2 separate regions of the Mus musculus genome follow, and region 1 is linked to region 2. A link is a contact called in public Hi-C data. All regions are on one chromosome and are shown on one strand. Each heading gives the region's core, a stretch centred on a gene start, on an enhancer-like site or on the middle of the called end of the contact. The rest is flanking DNA. Distances are from core to core; before and after follow the strand shown.

Evidence for each region. Hi-C and Micro-C count contacts between places; a contact is called where the count stands out from the background.
Region 1: a Hi-C map of neural progenitor cells shows a contact between it and region 2, with 2.7 times the contacts expected there. The contact joins two enhancer-like sites. A contact is called at or near these places in 1 of 15 datasets of contacts at CTCF or cohesin (large pre-B cells) and 1 of 484 Hi-C or Micro-C datasets (neural progenitor cells).

The regions. Positions count from the first base shown.
Region 1 is chr1:43,589,143-43,592,467 of GRCm38.p6, reverse strand. No RefSeq gene overlaps it. Among named protein-coding and RNA genes, the nearest start is that of Gm38628, 90 kb to the left of the region's middle. Within about 2 kb of position 1,412, at least 17 of the 459 cell types and tissues checked have an H3K27ac peak or open chromatin away from gene starts, as enhancers often do. A contact at or near this core is called in neural progenitor cells, where this site is marked.
Region 2 is chr1:43,140,337-43,143,377 of GRCm38.p6, reverse strand. It overlaps Fhl2 (four and a half LIM domains 2), which reads left to right. Exons shown (of 6, transcript NM_010212.4): 3 at 1,506-1,680. Among named protein-coding and RNA genes, the nearest start is that of Fhl2, 22 kb to the left of the region's middle. Within about 2 kb of position 1,462, at least 51 of the 459 cell types and tissues checked have an H3K27ac peak or open chromatin away from gene starts, as enhancers often do. A contact at or near this core is called in neural progenitor cells, where this site is marked.

The sequences.
Region 1 (3,325 bases), core at 163-2,662, 450 kb before region 2:
GACTCATGTGTCCACTTACTACCATCTGTATCTATGCTTCCAGGGTACCCAGTGTCCTCTCCTGGCCTTTATGGGCACCAGGTACACATGTTGCATACAGATATAAATGAAGGAAACACACACACACAGTTGGGGTTCTCATTCATTTACCCCTTCTTTGTTCCTCTTGCTGTGGTTCACTCTCAAGAGTGTTTGGCCCCACTGATGGTTTCCTCCATTTGAACTGTCTTTCTCACCTGTTTCCTGGATACTCAAGAAAGCGTGGCTTCCTGTCCACTCCATTGGTTGTTCTTCCTGGTCTCCATTTGTTTTGTTGATTCATCTTCACCCTGCTGCTGTTTCTTGATCCCACTGCTCCCATTCTGTCCCATTTTCTTTGACTTGTTCTTATTATAGGAAGTTTTACTTCTCATGGGGCTGGTTATTTGAGAGTACTAGTGGTAACACCAAGCCACACCCTATACTTTCCACCATCCACTTAAATGGCAAGTTTTGCAAAAGAGTTTATCAGGAAGCAAACTGGAAAGGTGGGGTGGGTAGACACCAATCAGCATCCTCAAGATGGAGTTTAGAGGTTTCATATGCTAAATGAACTAGGTAGGTGGAGGAAACAGGGAATGTGTTGGAAGTAAAGATGGGTGGCCTAATCGGTGGCCTGCACACAGGTAATCAAACTTCATGGCTTTTCATAGGACACATGATGACAAAACAGAGCTGTTAGCTCTGTGCAGATTTTCTGGGCCCTTTAACACCAAAATGTTGCTCACAAACACTTGCAGAGGTTCAAGTGAAGAACTGGTTCTTTGGCTTAAACTATACCAGGGTATCTCCAAATTCCACAAATGAGTGTGAAATCAGTTACCAACAATATAACAGGCAGTAGAGGCATTTCCTGCAACAGAGCTAGTAAGGGTCGGTTGCTTTACTTTTCAGGGACATGGCTTCTAACAGGAATGATGAACGCAAGTAACTAAAAGCTAGTGAAATCAATGGGTTTATTTAGGGCTTCCCTGTGTTTCAAAAGACAGAATGTGCTCTGTGTAGTTTCTGAACTTCACCTACGCGATGGGCAACTGACTCCTGAGTCAGACCAGGATGAAGCAACAGAAGCTCCACTTTTAGAGCTGTAAGCGTTGTTTATATTTGTTAAAGTCTTCTCAAATCACTTTTATTATGGCAGATTCTATAGGTTTATATCATAACTACTCTTCCTAATGCTCATTTTTCTGTGAAGAAGCAAGGGCACTGGGGGTGGGGCAGTTTGACTCCCTAATTAGCAGCTTTGGGACTCTGCCTTGCTGCCTTGAGCCAAAAAAAAAAAAAAAGACTTTCAGTCTAACGGCCAGAAAGTCCACCCTTATGCTTGCTCCAGCCATGTTGCTCAGAGACAGCTGTGCAAGACTGTGGCTGAGCTTCCAGACTCCTGAAGGCATAGTCTCTGCAAGCGAGGGTTGTTTGAACAGTTCTTACCAGTCTTTTTGCAATCACAAACATGGCCAGGGAGGGAGTACTTTCCCTGGCACAGTGATTATCCACATAAACACCTGATTGGTCCAGATGCCCTTTCTCCAGCATATAAACAGGTTGTTAGACTCACACAATGAGTGTCCTGTTTCCCCTGGTGTTACATTACCAGGTCCAACAAAGAAAGCTTTTTTTTTCCCCTGTAGACTTCCCTTTCCCAGCCTACTTTCAGTAGTATAGACTGAGCTGGAAACAAAGAAAGGTGGCAGGAAAAAAAGCTAGGGGCAGCTGGATAGCTGGAGTAAGTGAAGGTCCTGAGGAGTGGCACCAGCCCTCAATGGTTGGGTTTTGCAGGACACATATAAACTTGGTTGTGGTTGCTGTGTGGACCATTTGGAGGCTTGAAACTTGAACCTAGCACCCATTCCTCTGGTAGCATGATCCCAGGTAATAAGCAAACCTGATTTCCCTAGGACTGTGCACTGTCCACAGCTGGGTGGCTGAAGTCTTGCAAAACACCAAAGGAATTGCTACCCTGAACTGCATGTGCCTTGTGAGCCCAAGTGAGCCAAACACTGCCCCATTCATATCACTTCTGCTGGTCCTGGTCCTCCTAAGCAATCCATTGTGTTCCTCCTCCTCCTCCTCCTCCTCCTCCTCCTCCCCTCTTCTTCTTCTTCTTCTTCTTCTTCTTCTTCTTCTTCTTCTTCTTCTTCTTCTTCTTCTTCTTCTTCTTCTTCTTCTTCCTCCTCCTCCTCCTCCTCCTCCTCCTCCTCCTCCTCTTCCTCCTCCTTTCCTTCTTAATACCATTTTATGTTATATGTACTGGTGTTTTGTCTGCATGCATGTTTATGTAACACATACATCCTTGGTGCTTGAGAAGGCCCAGAAGAGGGCGTCTGACCCCTTAGAACTGGAATTAGAGATCATTGTGAGCTTCCTTATGAGATCTGGGAACTGAACCTGGGCCCTCATGAAGAATAACCAGCGCTTTTAATGGCTTAGATATCTCTTCAGAACCTTGTTCTATGTTCTTAATGATTAGACTTTCTATTACTAAGGTTTCTACAACAACTTGACAGATGAAAAGGTTCCGTGGCCTCATAGGTAGTTTCAGTGGCTGACATCCAATTTCTAATATCTGGTACATCATGCATGGGGTAGCTTTATATCACAAAGCACCTGCAACTGCTGATTGCTGAGAAAGCACTGTGGAGGACTTATGGGCCATCCGTGACCTACACTGCCATCAGTCTACTTAGACCTGAATATGTCTTGAGATGACAGTACAGCATATTAAAATAAGGACTCTAGATTACAAAAACGGCTTTTCCTGTAATATGTGGAGCTGAAGACGCAGTGGTTACTGACATCTCAAGGGTAAATGAGCTCATGCTTTGCATGCATTACCCTTTGAGATGATATAGTCACAGCTTCAGAAATGGAGTGCATTAGGTCAACTCACTCTCTCAGTGAAATGCTGCTTAGCTTGGCTATGATTGCATTTTACAGAGAGAAGAGCATTGCTTGATCCCAGCAAACTTGCAGGTCAGGATTCTTGAAAGGGTCTTTCTGGTTGAAAAATTAGCATTTGGTTATTAATTATTTGATGCTTCAAGTTCAGGAAGTTTGTCAGCTTCTGCCAAAGGCTGTGCAGCCCTTCAAATTCCATTTCCACTAGAAGTGAGATTTCCTGGGCTTCCCCCAGACACTCCAGGAATATGCTCAGCATCTTGATTAATCTATGTTATGGAGGTTCTGGTGTCTGCTAAAGTAGAGCCAGGGCTATTGCTCCACAGATCATGGGTATGGAAGCTACGTCACTTACATTGTCACTTCCTATATCTGAACTAAAACTGGA
Region 2 (3,041 bases), core at 213-2,712:
TTGCTCTACCATCATGGCTTCTAATCCCCCAAAACTTTAAGCCCAATTAAATACTTTATGTTATCTTGATTGTGGTGTTCTGTCACAGCGAAAAGTAACAAAATTGTGCAGCTTTTCTCCTTGCTAGCTAAAAGTGACCCCTTGGTGTGTGCAGTGCCCACTCCCTGAGCAGAGTTGCTGCCAGGTGACAGTAGGCCACCTTACAAGAAAGGCTTCTGACTTCTCTCTTTCACTTCTGTCCAATGGTGGGTGGCCGTGGAAAGCAATCTGTAGCCTTTCCACCGAAAACCCTCATTAGTGGGATGACGTATTACAGCGGAAGGCCAGCTAACTTCTGAAAAAGCTGGCCCTTTTCAACGCCCATCTGGTATGGTTCAGTGAGTGGAAACCATACCACAGCCTGACTTGGGTACATGCCAGCTGTGTGACTGTGGAGAAGCTTAGAAGTGTCTCTGAGCTTCAGTACTAACTATATTTCAGGGCTATGCAGTATCGTGAGCTTACAACATGGTCCTAATTACCATCATTCACCGTGCAAATATCTGCCGTTTATTTTCTGTTTGTTTTATTTTGTCTGCTACTTGGGCCCCATAAGGGGTTTAAGTTTAAAAATGGGGAATATGTATGGAAAGAGTCCAGGTTATACCTAATCCCAAATGATACCAATATATGTATATGACATATCATATAATGATAATGTACACATTGCATGAGCTTAGCAGTTTGTAGTGACTTAACACACCGACAGGTGGTCTCAAATTAAAGCAGATTATATTGCATTTCACTTATCAAAATATACAACGAAGTACATATGATCTCCCCACCAAATTTTTTTTTCTTCTAAAATTACTTTCAGTATTTAACCTTCAAAAGACAGGTTTAGGTTTCTGCTCTCTCACTGCCTACTCTCATCATACTTAGACTTACGGGAGTCCAGCATGTGTGTCAGCCATGTCTCTGATCCATCTCTTCAAAGGACCAACCCACTGACATGGAGAGAACTGGGTTCAGAGGAACGTGAACCTCTCAGAAACAAGGCCTCCTAGTTCAGTGTCTAAGTTAGGGTTTCTCATGCTGTGAGAAAACAGCAAGACCAAAAGAGACATCCAAAGGAGAGGCTTGTTTCAGCTTACAACTCTCAGCCCACACTCCATCACTAAAGGAGGTCAGAGCAGGAACAGGGAGGCAGTAACAGATACAGAGGCAGAGGAGAAGAGCTGATTGCTGGCTTGTCACTTCCGCGTGGCTTGCTTAGCCTGCTTTTTAAATAGCACACAGGACCACCAGCCCATAGTAAGTTGGTCTCTCCCATATCAATCACCAATCAAGAAAATACAGCACAGGCTTGTCCACAGGCAAATCTGCCGTCCTTCCTCGCCCTCCCCCTCCCTCTCTTACCCACCCACTCCAGCAATGTAGTGCACCAAGGCCCCTGTGCTCTGAGTCAGACAGTAGTGTCACCTCTCCTGTCCCGCCTCTGACGATTTGTGTGTCTGCCTCTCTAGGACTTGTCCTACAAGGATCGGCACTGGCATGAAGGCTGCTTCCATTGCTCCCGGTGTGGAAGCTCGCTGGTGGACAAGCCCTTTGCTGCCAAGGAGGAACAGCTGCTGTGCACCGACTGCTATTCCAATGAATACTCGTCCAAGTGCCAGGAATGCAAGAAAACCATCATGCCAGGTCAGAACGCATGCCTTTATCATTCGCATGTGGCACTGAGCCAGGTCAGCGATGGACTGTGGGGTGGGACTCTCAGTTGTCCAGAGACAGACACTGGTGTTGATACTTCAGTGCTGGGCCCTGAACACAGGATATGTTAATCGATCTCAGATGCAGGGGTGTGACTGGGAGAGGATGTCGCACGCCTTTGATCCCAGCACTTGGTAGGCAGAAGCAGGCAGAGTTTGGTCTACAGAGCAAGTTCCAGGACATCCAAGGCCTGTCTCAACCCCTACCCCTCAAAAGGTGGGGGGTGGGAGAGGAGTGAGGTGTATCATTAAGAGAAGTGGAATTCCTGTTCGGTCAGCCTTTGATATCTCAGGAATTGGGTTCAGCTACCAACACCCACAGGTTCTCAAGCACCCTATGCAGAATGCCTCCTTCTTATATAAAACATTTCCACAAATATTTAAAATAATCTGCAAGTGGTGTATGAACACTGTTATGCTGTGTGGTGTAATGACAGACGTCTGTATACGTTCTCTAGTGGATATAATTATTTTCTTTGGGGACTCTTGATCTGCGGTTGGTTGGCCAAAGATATACAGCAGCTTGTGGCTAGAGAGAACTAGCCAGAAAAGGAATGCCAGCAATTCCCTGGAAATGCGTCTCTTCCCCTGCCTCGCTCGCTTCTCCCAGTACACGTGCTTTCTTGATCTGCTCTGCTTGCTGAATTTACACTCGGTTATTTCAACAACTATGATTTGTGCTCTGGTGTGCCAGGATGGGCCAGGAGTTGCATGTTGCTTAGCTTCACCCTCTGCCTGACCTCATGACGTTATGTCCTAGATAGACAGACATCAAAAAAGGACAGAACCACAACTGGGTTAAGAACTATACGCAATGATACTATGTCTCTTTTTTTACCTGAAGAAGATGAGTCCCCCCCTGTCTCTCTCTGTCTCTCTCTCTCTGTGTCTCTCTGTCTGTCTATGTCTCTCTCTGTTTCTCTGTCTCTCCCTGTCTCTCCTCTCATCTTGACTTTATATAGGACAAAGGAATCTCTTATTTGTAAAAAGTGAGTGATATCGGGGCGTGGTAGTGCATGCCTTTAATCCCAGCACTTGAGAGGCAGAGTTTGAGGCCAGCCTGGTCTACAGAGTGAGTTCCAGGACAGCCAGAACTATACAGAGAAACCCTGTCTCGAAAAACCAAAAAACCAAACCAAAACAAAACAAAACAAAAAAAGTGAGTGATAGACCAGGTATGGCGGGGTACACCTTTAGTCTCAGTATGCCAGACATAGAGGCAGGCAGATCTCTGTGACTTAGAGGCCAGTCAAGTGAGTTAATAAAAGTATAGGGAGGACTGCTGTAGCTCCA